2 separate regions of the Rattus norvegicus genome follow, and region 2 is linked to region 1. Evidence: chromatin contacts called from public Hi-C data. All regions are on one chromosome and are shown on one strand. Each heading gives the region's core, a stretch centred on a gene start, on an enhancer-like site or on the middle of the called end of the contact. The rest is flanking DNA. Distances are from core to core; before and after follow the strand shown.

What was found. A called contact is a pair of places that touch in the nucleus more often than the background predicts.
Region 2: a contact with region 1 is called in a Hi-C map of prefrontal cortex, with 7 times the contacts expected there. The contact joins the enhancer-like site here to the promoter of Lrrc7 in region 1. A contact is called at or near these places in 2 of 12 Hi-C or Micro-C datasets (frontal cortex and prefrontal cortex).

The regions. Positions count from the first base shown.
Region 1 is chr2:250,291,053-250,297,040 of GRCr8, forward strand. It overlaps Lrrc7 (leucine rich repeat containing 7), which reads right to left and starts at 2,666. Exons shown (of 27, transcript NM_057142.2): 1 at 2,010-2,666.
Region 2 is chr2:250,761,623-250,767,610 of GRCr8, forward strand. No RefSeq gene overlaps it. Among named protein-coding and RNA genes, the nearest start is that of Lrrc7, 470 kb to the left of the region's middle. Within about 2 kb of position 2,414, at least 7 of the 93 cell types and tissues checked have an H3K27ac peak or open chromatin away from gene starts, as enhancers often do.

The sequences.
Region 1 (5,988 bases), core at 1,416-3,915:
AATAGATTATCAGAGTTCAGGACATTTTGTAAGCCTGAGGGATTCAAATACAGTTATTGCTCAGTACACCCCTAAATAACTTTAGACTCGACTCGATAGTTAAGGAGAAGTAAAATCACCCCTGAACCCCACTTTCTCTCCCTTCCCTGCTGTGATGAGTACTTTGAAGGAAGCCTGGCAGACTGCTCCATTCTTTTCCGGCAAGACCTCCAGGTGGTTCCCTAGACCCCAGCAACTGGGAGTGCTTGAACCAGAGACAGATGCACGTGTTTCAGAAAGGCAGTAGCTTTTGAAGCTCTAGAGCACCCATGAGCAAGTGCTTAGGGCCTGAAGAACTTACCCCCATGCCCTCAGAGGGAATGTGTCATTTCAAACTAGGAGCCAGCTGGGACCAGATATCTGGGTGGAGGGTAGGTTGCAACAAAGAATGTAGGACTTGGTAACCAAGAGGCATCCCAGACTGTGCTCCCCTTCGCTTTCTATCGCCTCTGGTCAACTTTATTAAAAATAAAAGGGAACTTTAGCAACTGGAATACTGAGCTTCTCATAGGCTCAGCCTGAAACAAAGAAAAGCTACTTCCTAATACAGTTTCTCTTGCGTTGGAGGAATCACGTGTTCACTTTCACTGGTACGCACTCTGCTCGCCCACGCGATGAAACCTCTATTGTGCTTAGAAATTTTGCTCAGGTTAAAATATGCTCAAACACAAATTGCTTCTCATCCATCAGCAGAGCCCCATCTAGAGACTCGGTTGCACATGCTCTCCTGCTGACCCAATTACCACTGCAGGTAATTCCGATGTGCTTAAGTGTACTGGGAAAGTAATAGCAAAGAGCAGGTGGAGGCCCGCTGCCTCTATTCCCACCCACCCCCTCCTGCTTTCTGAGATTCCTTTTGATGGAGAACTTGGAAAGGAACGTGGGAGTCACAGATGGTTCCTTCCTGAGGCCGATTCCCAGGAGTTGTGAAAGTAACCCCTTCTCTGCCTGGTGAGGTGCCACTTGCTTTGTGCCTTGGTGGGGAGGGGCAACCAGCAAGAGAGGGGGCCGGGGGCGGATCTTTTCTCTCCCCAATCCTGATGGCCAAGTAGTGTAATGAAGCAATTTTTGCAGCCATCTCGGTTATGAAGTCACTGTTTTTAACGACAATCTGTGCAGCCCCCACCCCCATCCCGCCCCCATCTTGACTCTAAATTTGGTGATATAGGAGATCTCTGGTAGCCCAGCTAATTGTCCGCAAGCAGGGTGTCACAGTTACCCCAATGTTGGCGGGTCTTTGCTCCTTTTCCAAATACAATCCAAGGCATGTCCTGAATCCCTAAAGACTCCGGAGGATGCCAAGGGACCCTGAGCTGAACCAGTGAGGTTCCCAAGCTTCTCCCGCAGAACACAAAGGAGTTGCCAGGCTCTCCAAGCCAGGCACCTTCCCTGACTCCAAGGAAAGCATTCCCCATCCTTTCCCACTTCTTTCTGTCCTTTAGTCTTTCCTGCTTCCCATCCTCTTCTTCTCCCCAAACCCCACCCTTTTCTTTCTATCCTCAATGACATACACCCCAATAATTCCTTTATAGATAGCAAGACAGTAATACACCTTCCAAGATAAAGCACAAGTGTGTGCTGCCACAAGTGTGTGTGTGTGTGTGTGTGTGTGTGTGTGTGTGTGTGTGTGTGATCACACTTGCTCTGTCCCTCACCACGGGGAAAGCGGACTGGATACCCCAGGACAAAAAAAAGAAAAAGAAAAAAAATTGCAGAAGGCCATATCTCGCAGGACCCCGTGGTCCTAGCACCAGTGCTCCACACTGGCTCCTCACCTTTCCTTTTCGCAATATGTAACCCTTTAGGGTCCCTCGACCATCCAAAGCTCTGGTCTCCTAAAGCACTTGTCCAGCTAGCGCCGGATTCCCACAGACCGGCAACCGCCCCAACGCTGAGGCACGCGGGCCACCTGAGCCTCCCAGATCCCCACTCCTCGACTGTGGGCAGAGGTCCCCCAGTGTCCTACTCACATCGCAGGAAGCAGAAACTACCCATGAGGGTCCAGGGAGCGAAGGCCTTGCAGCTGCCGAGGGTTACTCCTTAAAGTGCTCTGGGGTCCGCAGTGAAGCCAGTAGGGAAGTCCTCCGAAAGCAAAGGCAGAGGGGACTCCGGGCAGATGCGGTGTCAGACCATGGTGCCACTGCCCTTCAGGTGCAGGGATGGAGAGGTGCCCCGGGGGAACCAGGAGCCCGCCGGGAACACCACTGCGGCCAGTCCCCGGCCTCCGCCCGCCCAGAGCGCCGCGCTAGCGACCGTAGCAGCAGCAGTGGCGGCGGCGGCGGCGGAGGCGCAGCTCCCTCCCCGCCCCCAGAAGGCTCCACAGACAATAAATCCTGGGTGGAGAAGAGAACGGCAGCGCGGGCGAATCGTGTACCCAACTCGGTTGCTGCCCCGGACGGCCGCGACGCCTCTCAAGAGGCGAGGGACCCCGTGGCCAGGGGCGCAGCAGGCAGTGGCCGGGCTCCTCCGCTCCCGCAACTGCGGGTGGCGGCGGGGGTCCTGGGTGGGCGGTTGCAGGTCGCGCTGGCCCAGAGGCTGGGTGGCCGTGGCTCGGAGCCCGGGGTTGGCCCAGAGCGGGGTCCTCCGCGGTGCCGCGGCTTGGCGCACAGGTGCCAGGATTGGCAGACGAGGCGCTGCTCCTGGCTCGCGCCTGTGACTCCCCACTCTCCCCGCCCCCTCTCTTTCCTCCCACCCCCTTTTCCGACGACACCAGCTGCAGCTGCTTCAAAGTGTGAAAAATGTCAAGGAGATTTTCCAGGGCTCAGAAAGGATGACCACCTTCCCAGACCTCAGCCATTCTTGCTTGCCCCTGGTGACCTCTACTTGGACTCCTGCAATTTGGAAGAGCAAGATCTCAGTCCCGCGGAGAAATGAAATGTTCTAGCTTTCTCTGGTTCCGTTATCACCCGCAGCCTTTAGACAGCCATCTGAGCTCTCTAGGTCCCTCAGTTGCCTGGAGTACACAAAGCAGGTGTCATCAGGCTCGCACCGGGCAGCGCGGGCTCCCCGGGGCGTTCTCCCACCGGCCCCGGGCGCTCCTGCTGGCGGCGCGGCGTTCTGCAGCGCCGGGAATCCGCCAGCACCGCGGCTATAGGCCTGTGCGCTGGGTGCTCCCACACCAGTTCTGTGACGCTGCGCGTGGCTCCGCAGGCTGCCGCTCCTGCTATCTCAGCAAAGAGGCCGCCAGGAGCGCCTCCTCGGGGTTTCCTCCCTGCCTGTGTTGCCCGCTGCAGGTTGCAGGCTGACCAAGAGAAAGGTCTCTGCTTGTGAGCCTAGTGGCTATCATAGAGACTTAATGGCAGCTTTCAAGACCCCTTCTTTCTATTTTGGTCTGGGATTGCTGCTCCAGGGAGGTGCAAAAATGAGAAGTGTTTCCCAACTTCCCTTCTTCTATTCACAATCCGGCTCCTTCTGCCTCTGAACTCAGGAACATTCGCTCTCCCCTACACATTCACAGGAATGCACACACAGAAAAACACAGACATGCACAAAAAGCTTTAAAAAGTGATGAAACCGGTGCTATATTTAGATCCCTGCTCTCTAGGTGAAGCCAAATTCCTTCTATCTGGGGATTCTCCTGTGATTTAGAGGTGATAGGGCTAGGAGCCTTCCCATTCTTTCTCTCCAATGCCAGTTGAGTGTGACATTCAAAGCTGTGTGAGCTCCCAATTTTCTGAAAAGTAAAAGTGTTGGCATGTATATTTGATCTGGAATACAAAAAGTCTTCAAGGTTAAACATTCTCCCCCTCACTCCCCTACCCCCACCCCCATCCCCACCCCTGACAGCTGCCAGGAATTGTCTAGGAAGAGATTGGGGAATGAGATATATATCATTTATAGATGAGCAAGGAAAAGGATTACAGCTTTATCGGGGCAAAGGGAATAGGTTAGTAGACTCTTAAGGAGACTTCCCTTAATTTACATATAGAAGGGGAAAGGAGTAAATTTTGGAAAACTAGATTTAAAAAAAGCGTTGTGAAACAGTGTAAAACTTGTTCTGAAAATAGCAAAAACAAAAGACAAAAAATGTTGAAAGGATACATTTTAAAACCTGACCTTTGTTGAATTTTTTTATTTTTATTTTTTTGCCGGGTTTTGTTCTTTGAACATCTCACTGTAAGCTACAATGTCTCAGTTGGAGGAGATACTGCGAAAACTTTTAGATAGGAATTGAAAATTTATTAAAAATAGCTCATCACAGCTTATGCCCCATTACAGAAATCCTTTGCAAGGTTCCAGTTCTTTTCAGTTTAGCTTACAATGTTCTTTCTCAGTCTGTATGTTGGGCCCACCCTTATGAAAAAGACACAGAAAGCTCATCAGAGTTGAAAACTGTGTGCAGTAGAACTCAGAACTTCTTACTCTAATTTGATAATTCACTCTCTTGCATCAAAACATTTCAAATTCATTGCAGCATCATAGCTGGCTATAAGTAACTTCTTTTGGCCTTCATAAACAAAGGGATGTCCTCGCACTATGAGAAATTGTTTTTCTTTCCAACGGGAGAAAAAGCTTGCAAAACCAGAAACTAAAATTAAGTACCACCACAGTAGCTTATTTTAAACCACATGCCTTCTTTCTCCTTTACCTTTAGATTATAATCTCACACTGGGGCATTAATATTCAGACAAAAGACATCTTGTAGTAGAACATGAATACAGTACTAGAAATGACAATAAGAGGCTTTGGTGGGGTTGGGGATTTAGCTCAGTGGTAGAGTGCTTGCCTAGCAAGCTCAAGGCCCTGGGTTCGGTCCCCAGCTCTGAACAAAAGAAAAAAAAAGAAAAGAAAAAAAAAAAAAAGAAAAAAGAGAGAGAGAAAAAAAAAGAGGCCTTGGCTACAAGGCCCCAGGACACCTTCCTCACCACAACTAAGATTTATGAATTTTGAAGGAAATTTGGCCACCTTCAATATTTATACAATGAGGTATATTGGGTATATTGATGGTGTCAGTGGTTTCACAGAATCATAGAACTATTGAATTGCAAATGTTCTATTGTCTTTAAACTCCAACTTTTCCTGTCTCCAACACTACTTCTAATTATATGGAGATAACACGATGAAAAGTTCATGCAGATGCCTGACATCAAAAAAAAAAAATCACAATTTACAAAGTTAGACCAAAGAGTTTTAACACTAGCTATTCAATATGCATCCACATATGGTTAGATATTAAGCTATAAAATTTTATGAGGTGCTAATCAAGTTCTTTGACTTATACTATTAAAATCATTGAAATGATAATCTATTCTTGGGATGAGCAGGCCTAAACCTTATTTAAAAATGAAAGGCATGATGGTGTTAAATTGTCAGGTGCCAAAAACCTTGCTCATAATTCTTTTTTGATGTCTGCAATATTTACAAAGATATCCTCTTTGAAGAATTCTCAATTAAGGTTAAAACTACATGCAGAGAGGGCATTGTTTCAACTTTAAGAATTGTTAATATCCTGAAAACTTGGCTTCTTTAGATATTGGTAACTGGGGTAAGAGAAAACTTTATTGGCTTTAGATTCATTGAGATACAGTTCTTATATATCAGAGTTGGTAGGATTTGGCAGGGCAGATCAGCCCCAGTGAGCACTATAAGCAAAAAACGATTGCTTTGTCAGTATTGACTTTTAAAAGTCAGGGGGAAGTTTTGAGTAAGAAATAACCTTGGGTGTTTAAGACTCTTTAAGCATATTTGTTAGATGGTCTTTATAGTGAAACTGTTCTCTTAAACTCACATTCTGTTTTCATTAAGGAGAATGATATTTTACATTTTTAAGTTAAGTTGTTCATTTTTTAATTTAGGTATCAACTTGAAAGCTAAAGATAATAAAAAGTATATAATGGGTGAAGACTATTGGAACTTAGAAAAGAAAATATAACCTGCCTATAGAACACAGGGTCACACGTGGAGGTTACAAGCCCAAGAGAAGACAGCACATTAAAAAGACCCCTCCAA
Region 2 (5,988 bases), core at 1,164-3,663, 470 kb after region 1:
CTAAAACTAAAGTATTGTTGTAAAAACTCAATGAACATCTGACAAAAGTTATCACCATGTAATTCAGACTGGAGTCAAACTCACATCTCCCTGCCTCCACCTCCTAAGTTCTGAATTGCATATGTGTATTCATAACTAGAGAAAATGCTAAGAGGCCTCAAAATATGAATAAACAAGGAGGAGAAGGAGGAGGAGGAAAGAAGTGGAACAGGAAGTGGAAGAGGAGGAGCATGAGGAGGAGAAGGGGGTGTAGTAGTAGGCGAACAACAAGCAACAACAACATATGGCTCAAGTTGAGGATGAATTGGGATGAAATCAATGTTCCTTAAACCCAGGTCTTTATCACATTTTATGGCTGTGCATTTCTATGTTGGGGAAGTTTGTAAATAGATCCTTCCTTCTTGGATGTTTAGAGTCTCTTAAAGCTCAGGAATTATTTTGTTATTGCTTTTGATGATGTGATATTCTCAAATCAGTTATTGCCGTCAAGGAGCCAAAGGGACAAAAGGGACTAAGGATACAACTAGAGATATGATGTGATTAACTCCTCTAAGTTCTATACAGCGAGGAAATGCTGGGCTATATTAGAGAGCCAGCTTGATGTTAGCAAAAGACTGGGAAGTAACTACTACACGTATAATTACACAAAAATCAATACTCTTGAAAACTGTGATTCTGTGGTAAAAGCACCTGTCATCCTGAACTTTGCTCTGGCTAGATTTCTAGACTTTTTAATGGTTAGAAAGAGATGGATACAAGAGAAGTTAATTTTAAAATATACCAATTTTCCCTCAATAATTAGTCTTCATAAAAGCAGAACAATTTATAAAAATATAAAACCATGCTCTAACTTAAGTAGTGTAGATACTGAAACATTTTATACTATAGCTTTGTGACACATGTATAAATTAGCCCACTCCCTTGCCTGTATTCAGGAATATTTTTAAACAATGGTGGGTTTCATATTGTAATATCAAAATCAGATTGAGAAGGCTACATACTTTAGATATAAATAGATCTGAGACTCCTTAACCTCGATATTATTATATAAAAATTTAATTATCTCGTGATGAGATGTTGAAAGGATATACTTTTGAGCACATTGATTTTATTGCTATAATGTGTCTGATATTCAATATCTTAAAGTCAATAAAGATAATATAAATATATGTAATATAAATGTCTGATACTTGCAATTAATAATAATGGGCAATTAAATTACAACTCAGGCAAACATACACACATTTATTTCCCTGCAGAATTTACTATGGGTCCAATTGGAACAAGAACCTGAGAGGGGCAGCCTGCAAGGCCCACACTATCCTGGAAAAAGAACATTGGCTATCCCATGGCAGTCTGCTCTATCTCTTCACAGGCTACACACATAATTTGCATGAGTAGGTGGCTTAAGCCACTTAATCAAAATGACTCATTTCCTCCCCAACATATGAATCAAAAAAGAATAGCACATGAACACACCCCCAGGTCTTAGTTGGCTGATGCTGGTCTCCAGGAAGCACAAAGCAAACATTCCACTTCAGTAGAGGGGAAATTCTTTTTTTTTTTCTGATGGAAGTACTCTGCTTCTCCTGGAAACTGTTACAGTTCAGTTAATGGCCAAAATTCTGAAGGTATTTGTTTTCTCAGAAATTGTTTTAATGAAATAAATGTGTTCCAAGTTGACAAATTGCCTTCATATGGTTACAATTTCACATTTTGATTGTGAGAAACGTCTTAGGAATTATACTTTTATATATAAACATTTAGTTTAAAAATGTATAATATTATACTTGTCCACAAAGTTCTGTGATAATGTGATTACATTCATTCTTCACTGACCTCTAATTCCCTCTCCCTCCTGCAGATTCCTCTTTTTTTTCCCAATATCTCCTTCTAACATTCATGCCCTTCTTTTCCTTTCTTTTTTCCCCCTATTTTAGAATTCATGATTGAAGCAAAAAAGTGAACCATAGGAAGAATAAAATGTGGACTACGGGTCTCTTTTCTGCAGCTCAGTTACTCAAAAAATGTGGTCCACTCCCAATAGTTTCTTCTCTTACCTCTTTTGTGCCTGGGTGTGATTTCTGTCTTTGCAAGCAAGCTGGAAATAGCCTCAGCTGTACATGTGCTTGTGGGGGTGGAGAGAGAAAGAAGTGATGGGGAATAAAAAGCAATGGAGGCAGATGGGATCAAATCGCCCCCACAATTCCTTAGGCTTAGCAGGTTGTACCAGGCACCCTAGATCTTGTGCTGACCATTTCACTCGCTCTAATTCTTGTTATCACCTTGTGATTCATTGCTACAATCTCTACCCTTCTTTGAAAGCAAGTAGGAGACTGTTTTTGGAGCAACTCTCATAGACACAGTGAATGCTGTAAGCACAACACCTACTGTAATTTCTCATATGCTGGTGATCTCCAGAACAGCTCTTGATAAGTCAGCAATTTGTTCACACAGGAAGCAGATTCATCATCAAGAAAACACACGGGATGTAATGAACATGGTCCATTGCTGTCAATGCTAAAAGCACCGTCTCTGAAAGTGTCTCCCTCCTTCCCTACCCTTCCCCTCCTTTCCTCCAGATCTCTCTTTATTATCTTTTTCCTCTCTTCTCCAAACCTTCCCTCTCTCCTCTCCCCTTTCCACTCTTTATCGCTTTATCTCTTCCTCCCCAACTTCACCACCCCATTGGAAAGATATTTCCCCACCTTCCCAGGATCTTTTTCTCCTTAATTTAAAACTTCAATTTTTCTAGAACTGTTTGTTAACCATGAAACAATATTTTTAAGATGAGTTTCATCCCAAAGCATTGCATCTGAGTGAGAATTGATCGGAGACTTAGTGTGTACACAGACACCAAGAGTTTACCCCAGGACTTAGGGAGATATGAACAGGATGATAATCTTATAGTCACCACTGGTATCTGCTGTTTTAGAATTAAATTTCATTCAAAATTCTGAACCTTGTGTGGGTGGAAAATGGATTGGGCAGCCAAAAAGATTGAGTGACTCATACACAGCAGCCAACTGTGAGGGATGGTTACCAAGCAACTGTCTCAAAGGCTTCCTGGCTGCTCCCTGGAGGATGCTGCCCCCTTTCTAGTGAACCCTTATATGCTCAAGCTGTAGTTTCAACTGCAATGTACTTCTCCTTTTGCTTTCTCAACCTGTATTCTCTGCCCATGACTCTCTAAGAGTCCCTTGCCCTGCTACACTTTGCAGGTGATGATGTTAGCCTCCTCTGAATTCCAAATTTCATCCAGATTGTTTCATCATAAAATGTACCTAACCTATGCTAAACTCACTTGCTCGCTTAAAGTGATTTTAGCTAAATTCTCTCTAGAATCTAGAGTGGATTATCAGGATATTTTTAATATAACAATAATTCATGATACATAGTTAAACTTGAATCACCTTATGTAGGTTTTTATATTAGATATAATTATATTGTGTTAAAACAAACTAATCTGAAATAAAAAATTCTTGCTATTCACCACCTTACCTGTGCTACCCTACCACTATTAAATCATTTCCTGAAGCAAGATTGGTGGTGGGAGTCTCTTTAGTCTACACACTTAGGAAGCTGAGATAGAAGAGATCATTTTAGTTCTGAAGTTTAAGGACATCGTGGAAAACATAGAAAAATTCTTACTTCAAGAAGCCAAAACAAACAAATGAACAAATATCAAACAAACATATAAATAAAAAAACAAACCTTGCATGTTTTCTAGCTTTTCTTATAATTTATTACTTCTTTGAGCAAACCAACAAAAAAGTAAATTGTGTAGCTGTTTTTCAAATCATAGATTGGCCATCATGTCACTAAACAGTAAATTAGCCTACAATGGGAAGAACTAAAGGCTTTTTTTAAAATTTGTTTTGCTATGTATAATTTTTTTCTAAATGCTGTAATCTTAGAAAAACTGTAGGTGTGTTCACAGAGTAAAGCTGGCGAATAACGTCTTTTGGAGACACAGCACCCCAATCATCCTCTAGTTTTTGTTCTGCTTGGGTTTATGTGCCCATCATTTCTCCACTCAGCAGGTGCCTAGATAATGAGATCCATATGGAACAAAGTACCAGCACTTGAGGGTAATGGGATCTAGTTCTAACAGGAAAAGATTAGGACACAGAACAGTTTTTCTGTGGGAAGAGCAAAGCAACCAAGTCTTATGTAGTCATGACTGGCCTCATATTCCTTTAAGTGAGGAGGATGACGTTAAACTCCTCATTTTCCTTTCTCAACTCCCAAATGCTAGGATTACAGCGGTGATTCACCATAGTGGCTCTCCTGTCAGTCTATCCTCAGGGCCAAACCATTTGGTGAGACAGTGAAAACAAAATAAAACAACAAAACCAAACAAAAAGCAACAACAACAACAAAAATTCTATCTTCTGAAGTATGTCAAAAAAATAAACAAAAAGTAAATTAATGAATGACAATTTAAAGGTTTAAAGGATGTATTACTACTCGTAATGAAATATATTCTACTTAAGATTCCCTTTAAATTATTTTGATTGAACTCCTTTATTTGTAAAACTCAATGTGAATCATAACTGCTCATTAAATGGTGTTTTATACTAAGAATCACATAGAGCTTAATGTATGTAGTCTTATCTGTACTCCTTAGTATATGAGGTCAAGCTGAGCCTATAGAGAGGAAAGGTGATGGAGGTGATGATGATGATGATGATAACGATGATGATGATGATGATCACACATTTTCCTGTATCTATCGAAGGCTTCTTCACACTAGGGGCAACTGATACTGTCATTCTTTTGCAGATCAGATGAATGAGGCACTATGAAGGCAATGATCTGCTTGGCTTTATGCAGCTCAGAAGATGCAAAATTAGATTCTGATTCCAAAGCTTGTTGTCAAAGTACAAACTCTTAACCAAAAGGCCCTACTATCCTCCTATAAGTATCTTTTGCTGTGCTTTTTCACATATGTTTGTCAGAATGGAACTAAGACCATGAACTGATTTAGAAGCAGTGTGTTGATATTTGTATGTTGGGTCTAATTCTCTCTTCTTCCTGAAGACACTGCTCATTTCAAGGGTTAGCAAAACATCGTCAAATCCTGTAACTCCATTTTGTAGAGAAAGTTTGGCAGGATGGATACAGCCATAGACATTTGTTTATGTATTATCTTGGCTATGTCTGGACTAATACTGAAGAATCAAGCAGCTTCAATAGAGACTTATATAGCTTGTAAAATCTGAGATATTTATTATCTTGTCTTTTACATCAAAATTTGGCAATTCTTAAATTACTAATAACTGATATATGACCTCATATTCCCTGTTTCCAAACCAACTTTTTTAATTATTTATTTGTATTTATATGAGTACATTGTAACTGTCTTTAGACACAAACTAGAAGAGGGCATAGGATTCCATTACAGATGGTTGTGAGCCACCATGTAGTTGCTGGGAATTGAACTCAGGAACTCTGAAAGAGCAATCAATGCTCTTAATCGCTGAGCCATCTCTCCAGCCCCCAAACCAACATTTAACAGTCACTAATAGTCAATTGAAATGCAAATAATAAACAAATCTGTGGAATATACATGTGATTGGCAAGTAATTGTTGTTATTGATGATGAATTAGATAGAGAAATGGAAGCATTGATAAGTCAAAAATCACAGAGTTGATGGAGCACCAGCTAACAGAACAGTTTTCCTGTGACCTGAGTGTCTCCTCAAATTTTGAGCAAAAGCTCCTTTATTTGACAATGGAAATCATTTAGAAAATGTTTCTTCTTTCTGAGGACCCTGCCATGAAACCTAACAGACCTCACAGAATGCTATAACTTATGAGAAACCCAAATGAGCTAAGTCTAATGAACTATCTACCTTCATATTGGAAAGTGCAGTTGGAAAAGATCTAACTGCAATTCTCCAAAAAACACTGTACAGCAAATGAAAGATAGGGGTGGGGTATGGGTGCTTTTCATTCTGGTACATTCAGAAATTTTGTTTTAAC